Regions from separate parts of the Arachis hypogaea genome. Here regions 1 and 3 are each linked to region 2. The links are chromatin contacts, called in public Hi-C maps. All regions are on one chromosome and are shown on one strand. Each heading gives the region's core, a stretch centred on a gene start, on an enhancer-like site or on the middle of the called end of the contact. The rest is flanking DNA. Distances are from core to core; before and after follow the strand shown.

Region 1 (3,051 bases), core at 368-2,867, 110 kb before region 2:
TAAAATCGTCAAAAAAAAGTTTACAAACTTTCAAAAATTGGAAAAAGTCCTAAAATTACGACGGTTTGCACACCAGGAAACATGTGTCAATCCTGACAAATGCATATCAAGGCGGGTTTGACCCGCCACCAAATTATCTACCACAAAATCAACTGCCGGTGCCACAAACTAGAATAGTTTATTATCTACTGGAATTAGATTCTGTGGTGGTTTAAAACCGTCATTAATTGCAAAAAAAACCGCCACTATCTTTTGTGTTTGTTGTTGTCTGTAAAAAAATAATTAAAAAAGTGAAAAATATAAAAAAAATAATAAAAACTAATAAAATATAAAATAACATTAAATTAAAATGATGAAAAATACTTATTCCACTTTATACTAACCTGTTTGTCAGCAGTGAGCTAGACCTCTAATTATTATGATTACATTGGGACTTTATTATGTTTGTGTGTTAAAAGCTTATTATGATGAGAAGGGGTAGTCTCTATTTTGTTTGTGCACAAATCCGTTCAATTTTCAGCCGAAAGTTTACAGTGAAAAAAAATTGAGTGAGTATTGAGAGTAGGAATAAAACATGGTTTAATTAAATTAAGAATAGAAAAGTTTAACCAATTGAACTGATTTTATTTTATAATTAAGACTACTAATTTTTTATAAAATATTTGGGATGGCCCGTTTTCAAAGAGAAGATCTGCCAGTGTATTCTATATATAGTATAATATAAAGTGACTATATAATATATATCCCTATTAATAGGTTAATACTCTAGCAATTTCAAACTTTGATTATTTATTAATACAATATAGTTCTAGTTAAAATATAATTGACGGCAACATATATATACAAGTTTATATCTACCCAATATCATACTATAAAATGTATAAATTATGCATAAAGGCAATTACAAGATTACAAGAATGAACATATTTACATACACACATATAATACGTCACACACAGAAAAAAGGTAGACTAATGGACATATATATCCACATATAACATAGTACTATATGATTATATATATTAATATATAAAATTAAGCATTGGATTATTCAGACCATGTAATTTCAAGTCCACCCCAATTATCCTTAGGGACACCTAAGGCTTCCCACACAGCCTTTGATGCATCAACAATGTTGTTAGGGCAAGGTGGTTGGTAATCATGGTCAGCATCACAACCCATGGTTGAGTCACACTCATCGACCACCATTGCCTCAACACTTCTTCCATTCCCATGAATGGTGATCTTCTTGTGACACCTACTCTTGTGGTTGAACCATCCGGTCGAGAGTGCGACAACCGGCGTGTCATCTGAATGATACTGGTTGTCGCACTCTGAAGGGCCACCACCGTCTCCGTCCTTCTCGAAACTATTAAGGGTGAGATATGCCTTCGTGTGAGTAGTCACCTGTGGCGAACATTCATATGTTGTGTACATCTTTCCTTGTTTACAACAATCCGAATCGTTTTCTTGGTTGCATTGCCCTGGAGGGGGCTTTTTCCCTTCAATTCTGCCACTAGGGCGACATTGTTGTGCCCTAGAAGAATACAAGTAGTTTGTTATGAGAAGAAAACATAGTAGTAAGAATGATGCCTTTGAACCAAAGTTATTCTTCATTTTGTCTATGAATTATTTGTGTTTATTATACTTTTGATGGATATGGAGAATTGTGAAGCTATACATATATATAGAGATAAACATTTCTTCAATAATCCTCATCAACTAAAACATTTGGCTTTGAGCATTGAAGGATAGAACAAGGGTCAATGCTTGATATTATACACCTAAGAACTATATAGGATAGTTTTTTGGTGAAAGAACATTATGTTTTGCACCGACGTAATAGGACGAAGTGAATATAGGATCGAGTTAGAGTTTTAAATCGATAGATAATTTAATATGTAACGGAATATTTATTAATATCTTAACTATTATTCACATTACTGTGACCATATATTAGCAGATGTGCGATACACAATTTAAAACAATGGATATATATATAGTAGTTGGAGTTTATTTATTACTTTATTTATCTCATTTTTTCCCTCTAACATTTGGTTACTATGCTAAGAAAAAAAAAGTACTCAAGGACAAAAAGATGTTTAAAGAAAGAGTTCGGTGTTGGTGTCTCAAAATTGAGACATAGACATAAATATACATAAAGATATAAACATAAAAGAATAATTTAATATTAGATTTATTTGGTTGCAAAGACATTAACTAAAAAATACAAAAGTTAGTGTCCATATTCATTCTTTGGTATCTCAATTTTTTTTAGAAAGACTAAATAAATGTTTATTGTGTCCATTTGTGTATACGTGTCTTTGAAAATTTATATCTCAGTAATTAAACAATAAACATGTGTTATTGTGTCCATGTCTCTAATAAACATAGACATGAAACAATTATTGCCTTAGAAACTCGCTTTTATTGTCTCACAATCTCTGGCTTTTTTTTTTTTTATCTCATAACTTAAACCAAGTAGGAGACAAATTATTGGTTCACTTCTGATTTTGAATTACGGCAAGCTAAGTTTATGTCAATTTTGTTTCATTTCCAATTCCGTTGATGATAAGTTTATGCATGACACATTTTGAATACTATATTAGCTTGTAAGTTTAAGTGTTGAATACAAACTTGTTCTTCTTATTAATATATTATATTTAAGGATAGATGGCTCTAAGCAACAATAACGTTATTACTATGATGATATGATCACATTATTATTAGTGACTATGAAAATCAAATCGTAATATTAACTATGTAAGTTTTTGGTAATGTTGGTTTATTTTGCAAAAGGTGTGTTTTATGGAACCTTGAGTAACATTCTTGTCCAAGGCAGCTGATCAATTTAAAAATGACCAAACATGTGATTATGTACATTATTGCAGTTCAGACATTCCAACAGAGAAAGGCTCAAAGCCCATTTGATGTTATCATCACATGCCTGTGACACGGGGAGGCCCAATAAGAGTCTAAGAGATACTCTAGCCGATTGAGGCTCAAATAATCTTAACTATTATTTGTCCAAATAAAAAAATTACTATTCGG
Region 2 (3,054 bases), core at 212-2,711:
GTTTGAGATAGCTACATCATTAACATTACCATTATAGAAATATCTTCTCTCTTCTGTGAAACAGAGCATTCTAAAAATTCCTACCCACACCATACCCAAAAACCCTAGCTAATAATCTAGTTTCAAAATTTTTTTCATCAACATGCACAAAATCTCGAAGTAACATTCACAATGACGCATATTTTAATATCGTAAAAGATGGAAAAAATTAATTTTATCTGCTGCACACCTACCTCTATGTCAGGGGATTTTGCAAAGAACAATGATGACCAAGGTTCCAACAAACTCCAAATCGCTTCACCACAATAACCCTCACGAGCACTCGTAGACGCCAGGAATTTGAGCGAAGTGTTCTATTTTCAAAAATGAAGAAGACGAAGTGATCACTTTGCTTTGGGGGGTTTGAACGTTTTAACTCTCTTAATCTTGAAACAACGTCGTTTTATTAGGGATTTAGCGCCAAAATCAACATGACAACATTTTATATTGTCCGACGTGGCAGTCATTTGCCAGGTCAGTGTCATGTCACTCTCGACAGCAAGCAAATTGGCTGTAAAATAGGTAAGGGACCAACTAAGTGCATTTTATTCAATCTTGGCAATATAAATAGTGCAACTAGGAAGTCAGGGATAAAATCGATGCATTTTGTGAATCTCAAGGATCACTTTGAGATTTAACTCTCAAAATTGATATTTGTATAAAATTTAGGTTGAAATATAAAATACACTCTAAAAATGAATTAAACAATACATATCTTTATACATAAATATATAATAATTTTAATAGTTGATTTTAATATACAAATAATATTTTTTATAAAAAAATAGATTGATAATAAAATTTTAGTTATAAACATGTAATGTAGCCATGTAGGTATATTATTAGTAAATTTCCATTGGTAACCGGCATATTATATATTGTTAGTCTATTATAGTTGTATTCTAATTTCTAATATTTGATACAATACATTTGTTTACAAATATTTATTATAAGGGTATGAAGTTTCTTGATGAACAAGAAACTGTGAGAGAGTTATGAAAACAGAGAAGAGAGGAAACTCAGACTTTGTATTTTACTTATTCATGTATGGTATAATGAATACAACACTTTCAACTTTAAGTACTTATAACTCTCTTCATTCTCTAAAAGAGTGTTATCTAACTATCACACTCTCAATCTAATAATATTACATTAACAATTCTTTAGAAAGAGAATGTATTGATGAGTTCAATCCTTCAATAAAAAGCTCTCAATTTAAAATTGCATTAACAATTCCTTTAAACAAAATAAATAATAAAATATGTTTGTGTGTGTGTTTTTTTTTTTACTTTTTTAATCTTTGATTAAAAAACCTTCACAGAAGAAATTTTTTTTTTTGGGGGGGGGGGGAGTAGTTCGGGCTGTTTGTGACTTTGTGATAACTCATAACTATGTTTCTAGTTTTTTTAATTTTCTGAAACCTAACAATTATAGGCTTCAAGTTTTTGGACTTGGGCTTTATGTTGTTACTATAATTCCTAGGCCTTCTCTCAGTTCTTTGATTGGGCTCCTTTTAGTTTTCATTTAAGTGCTATACGTATTGACTGATTCGACCAAAAATATAATGATAGATTGAAAATTATGCTATTTTTATTTTGAGTAAACAATTAAATTTAAAGTCATCTCTAACGATTTTAAATTAAACATTTTAATTATCAATTATTTTTTATACTCTGGAAATTTTTAAAAATTATTCTCATAAGAAAGATTAAACAAATAAACTTCTAACAAATTTTATTATAAAACAATTAAATTTTAAAAAATATCATTACAATAAAATTAATTCCTTTACTAAGGAATCAATTCATCTAAAAAAAATTTAGAATAATAAAATTTATTCGAAATAAAAGTATCCAATTTAATTTTTTTTAAAGATTAAATTAAATATTTACTCGTTTATTTTCATTAACTAAGTAAAATAAAATATCTAAAAAAAAAAAAAAAAACTAAGTAGCATGGACATTAAAATGTACTTTTTTTTTGTGATAAAAGGGGTCAAGGACTCAGAAGAAGAAAACAAACACTAACTAAACCCTCTAAGGAGGGGAACACCAGACATATCATGCAAAAGTAAATTTTGAACATCAAAGAGAGGAGCCGCAAATTCATGTAGTCCAAAAAAGAAGTCATGTCCTTTCTTTGCGAGATTATCTGCAACAAAGTTAGTTTTATGCAACGTATGAGACCATTCGATGATTTGAATACGGCCGGCTAGGATGCCAACATCAGCCACAAAGGGCACAGGGGTGTGTAACTAGACACCCTTTTTTCACAAAGTTAACGGCTGCAGTCGAATCTGATTCAATCACCAAGAAATTACAATTGTTAGCTAATGCTATTCGGAGACCATAAGCAATTCTCCCAAAACAGAGTTATGGAACAGCTATCCGCAAGTAAATCCCTTCACAAAGTGACCAAGATGATTTCTCAGAACGCCACCGCATGTGGCACTGCTTGCTTGGTAAAAAAATGAACCATCAACATTTAACTTCATATACCCTTCTATCAGAGGAATCCATTTGATAACTTCCTTTCCAGCAGATCGATTATGATGGTGGGGAATGAGAAGCCCGATGCTATGGATAATCTCATTGAACTAAGCTTTCACCTGATTAATTCTAGACCGAACAACAGTAGTGTCCCCATCAAAAATGAACTTGCTCTTAAAGTACCAAATTGACAAAATCGTAACCCCAAAGAGGCAGGGTCAATCCCCATTGATGGTCAGGTTGTAACTCATCCAGTCATGAAGATTAAGGTTGAAAAAATTATTAATGTCCACATCTCAGATGAGAGGGAGCCAAATACTAATAGCAAAGGTACAATCTCAGAGAACATGAATAATGGTTTCATCATGTAAGAAGCATCTCGAGCAAGTTCTAATAAGAGTGAGGTGATGTCATCTTCTTTTCACATTGGTAAGAATAGCATTATCGGACACCAGCCAAAGGAAGCTACGGATATGTTCACGACCTCTCCAACACAAAATAATGTTGTGAATTTTGTTTGGGTTGT
Region 3 (3,108 bases), core at 123-2,622, 71 kb before region 2:
GACTTCTTTTGTAATAAATTTTTTTTTATCATATTTGTTTTAAAATAAGCACTTTTAGAATTAAAAACCAAACACAAAATAATTTATTTATAAATTACTTTTAATATAAATATTTATTGTTTAAGTTATTTTTTTAAAAAGAGTTTAATTAAGCTATTTATCCAAACTTTGCCTAAATGTAATTAGTGGTGAAACAATTTATGAGTATTTTGCACGTAACTGTTTATTGAGCTATGTAATTTGTTGACTAATGCTGAATCCACTCAAAATTATTCTTTTTACGAAGAAAAAATATTTAGTTGGCAAACTAGGTTACTTCTAACAATAGATAGATCAAGAGACATATATATTGTTACTTATTACGTAATAATGAAGCTTGAAATGTTTATAATCTATTTAGAATATCAATTTACTCTTGTGGAGCAATGGATGTTGTATCCATAAATAGAACAGTTAGATAACTAATTGGGTTTTTGTTAATAAACATCATACAAAATGATTAGGATTCTAAACTAAAATCTACAGTTCTAATCAATAAATTTACAGCTTATATGACAATTTTGCATTATACAAATTATGGTTTGATCTTTGAGCTTTATAATTATAGATTCAAAAATACCACCTCAAAATTGCTATAACTAACGGGTGTAGTAAAATTGCAATGTCTCTACAGTGTCATAATTACACTTACCAAAGCAAAAAGTTTTCAGGAATGTGATCATATTATCTTTTTTTCAACGTATGACAGGTCAAAGATTAATCCGTTGCAGATTTAATGAATTTTATTTAAAGGTTTGCTATTTGTTAATTAGTTGCTGCATACACAAGGTACAATTTAAATCCTGATACTTACTTAAATAGACTAATAAACTAACTATTAAACTAAGTCAAGTTAGTTATTGTGATCATATTACATTAGGTCAAGAAATTAAATAATGTGATATTTTTGTTAGCAAATCATGCTGGTCCATTTTCATTGGGCTAATCTTGGCTTGATTCTTGTTGTAATAAAAAAAACCTTAAGCCCCCATACCAGAAAAAAAAACTTAAGCCCCAAAAGAACAAAAATATGTGGCCACAGCCTTATTTCATTTAATTGATTTTAAATTATTTTTCAAGAGCAAATAATATACAGAGGAATAGGAATATGTGACCACAGCCTTATATGATACAACCTTATATATGTTACAAATAATTTCTCTTTTTTCTTAATTCATATTTCAAGTAATATTGAATCTTATCATCAACTTGTTAATTCTGTACATAAACAAACTGAGTACTAAATATTTTCATTTACACCAATCAATAAATTTTGGCATATGATCAAAAGGAGGGTCCACCACTCCACCGAATGCTTTTTACTTTTTTGAATAAAAGTTCAAACATATTCCCGCTTTTGCTTCAACAAGAACCGTTGCAAATTTTATATACATCACACTTTATTTTGCTTTTCCACGTTGAAATTCATGTTTCTCTCACTTCATCCACCCTTATTATTATTTCTTCTCTGAATTTTGTTGCAGCATTATTGTGGTATGTACTATGTAGAGCTTAAGGAAACTGGGTTGACACCAAATTGGTAAGTATGAGTCCCTCCACCAACCTCACTTGTATTGGATATTACCTTTTTTTTCTTTTGTTTATTTTTCAACATGTATATATATATATAGCTGCAATTTGTGTTTCTATGAACCATGTTTATTTGAAAGTTTGTTGCTTCCAATTTCTTCTTAGCAAATGTAGCTGCCTCTTGATGTAATTTTCGAAAGATGGTTAGCAGAGTTAGTAAGAAACAATATTGTATATTGTAGGTACGAGAATTTGAGTTTCATTGTTGATATGAGAATCATTTTAGGGGAGAAAGTCTTATAATCCAAGGAAAGTAGCAATCAAAGTATAAATACTTTATCCTCTCTGAACCTCAAACTTGCACAAGTAATGCTTCTTGGAATAGCATCCACTTTTTGAGGTTTCATTCAATCAGCTTTGAATCTTTTATGGACTTCTTCAATGCAGATAATCAGGTCATTATTATGACTCATGCTAGTGATTGGACAAAGCTTGCAAGAAACAACCTTGGATGAAACTCAAAACCCAAATGGTTTTCTTGAGGTTAATGATGAAAGGCTTCATCAAAAACTGAACAACAGAATGTTGAGAATTATTTCCAACATGTTCAAACCTCAGAGACTCATTTCACATTTTTTACAGGAAAATCTTATGAATCCTTTCAAGAATGCTATTTTTTCCAAGAAGAAGATTGATTGGTCATGTATTAGCACAACTTGCAAGCAATGGATCAAGAATCCTTTGAACATGGCACTTCTTCTATGGATAACTTGTGTCATCATCTCCGGCGCGATTCTCTTCCTAGTTATGACAGGAATGCTAAACAGAATCCTCACCAAGAAATCCCAAAGAGATGAATGGTTTGAAGCAAACAACCAAATCCTCAATGCTCTATTCACTCTCATGTGTCTATACCAACATCCGAAGAGATTCTACCATCTTGTTCTTCTTCTTAGGTGGAAACAAGAAGACATAACAATCCTCAGAAACTTGTATTGCAAGAATGGAAATCCCAAGCCTCATGAATTTTTCCACATGATGGTTGTTATTGTATTACTCCATGTTAATTGCTTTGCTCAATATGCATTATGCAGCCTTAATTTAGGGTTCGACCGGTCTAAAAGGCCGGCCGTTGGAGTTGGTATATGCATCTCGATCGCAATTGCTGCTCCAATTTTCGCAGGACTATACTGCTTTGTTAGCCCTCTAGGCAAGGAATATGAATCTGATGAAGTACATTGTTCAACCAGTTCAAGATTACCGTCCGAAATGAGCTTTTCTTTTGCATCAAGAAATGATCATGGCCTTGTTGTTATTGAGTATGCACCTGAATGGAGAGGAGGGCTATTTGATCTTAAGCAAAATCTTTCTGTTGCATACCAAACACTCTTCTGTGGTTTTTGCACTTTTGGAAGGAACATGAAAAGGCTTCACTTTGGTAACATTTATGTTCACATTTCAACTTTTTTTCTATTTTGTATGGCACCCTTTTGCATCTTTAATCTTGCTGCATTGCACATTGATGATGAGAATCTAAGA

Evidence for each region. A called contact is a pair of places that touch in the nucleus more often than the background predicts.
Region 1: a Hi-C map of leaf shows a contact between it and region 2, with 3 times the contacts expected there. The contact joins the promoter of LOC112729384 here to the enhancer-like site in region 2. A contact is called at or near these places in 2 of 8 Hi-C or Micro-C datasets (leaf and an unstated tissue).
Region 3: a Hi-C map of an unstated tissue shows a contact between it and region 2, with 4 times the contacts expected there. The contact joins the promoter of LOC112728116 here to the enhancer-like site in region 2. A contact is called at or near these places in 4 of 8 Hi-C or Micro-C datasets (leaf and an unstated tissue).

What each region holds. Positions count from the first base shown.
Region 1 is chr12:107,428,459-107,431,509 of arahy.Tifrunner.gnm2.J5K5, reverse strand. It overlaps LOC112729384 (kiwellin-1), which reads right to left and starts at 1,617. Exons shown (of 1, transcript XM_029290443.2): 1 at 1,048-1,617. The coding sequence starts at 1,617. The coding sequence ends at 1,048.
Region 2 is chr12:107,313,373-107,316,426 of arahy.Tifrunner.gnm2.J5K5, reverse strand. No RefSeq gene overlaps it. Among protein-coding and RNA genes, the nearest start is that of LOC140177111, 9.6 kb to the right of the region's middle. Within about 2 kb of position 1,461, at least 1 of the 3 cell types and tissues checked has open chromatin away from gene starts, as enhancers often do.
Region 3 is chr12:107,384,021-107,387,128 of arahy.Tifrunner.gnm2.J5K5, reverse strand. It overlaps LOC112728116, which reads left to right and starts at 1,372. Exons shown (of 2, transcript XM_025778123.3): 1 at 1,372-1,579; 2 at 2,017-3,108. The coding sequence starts at 2,041.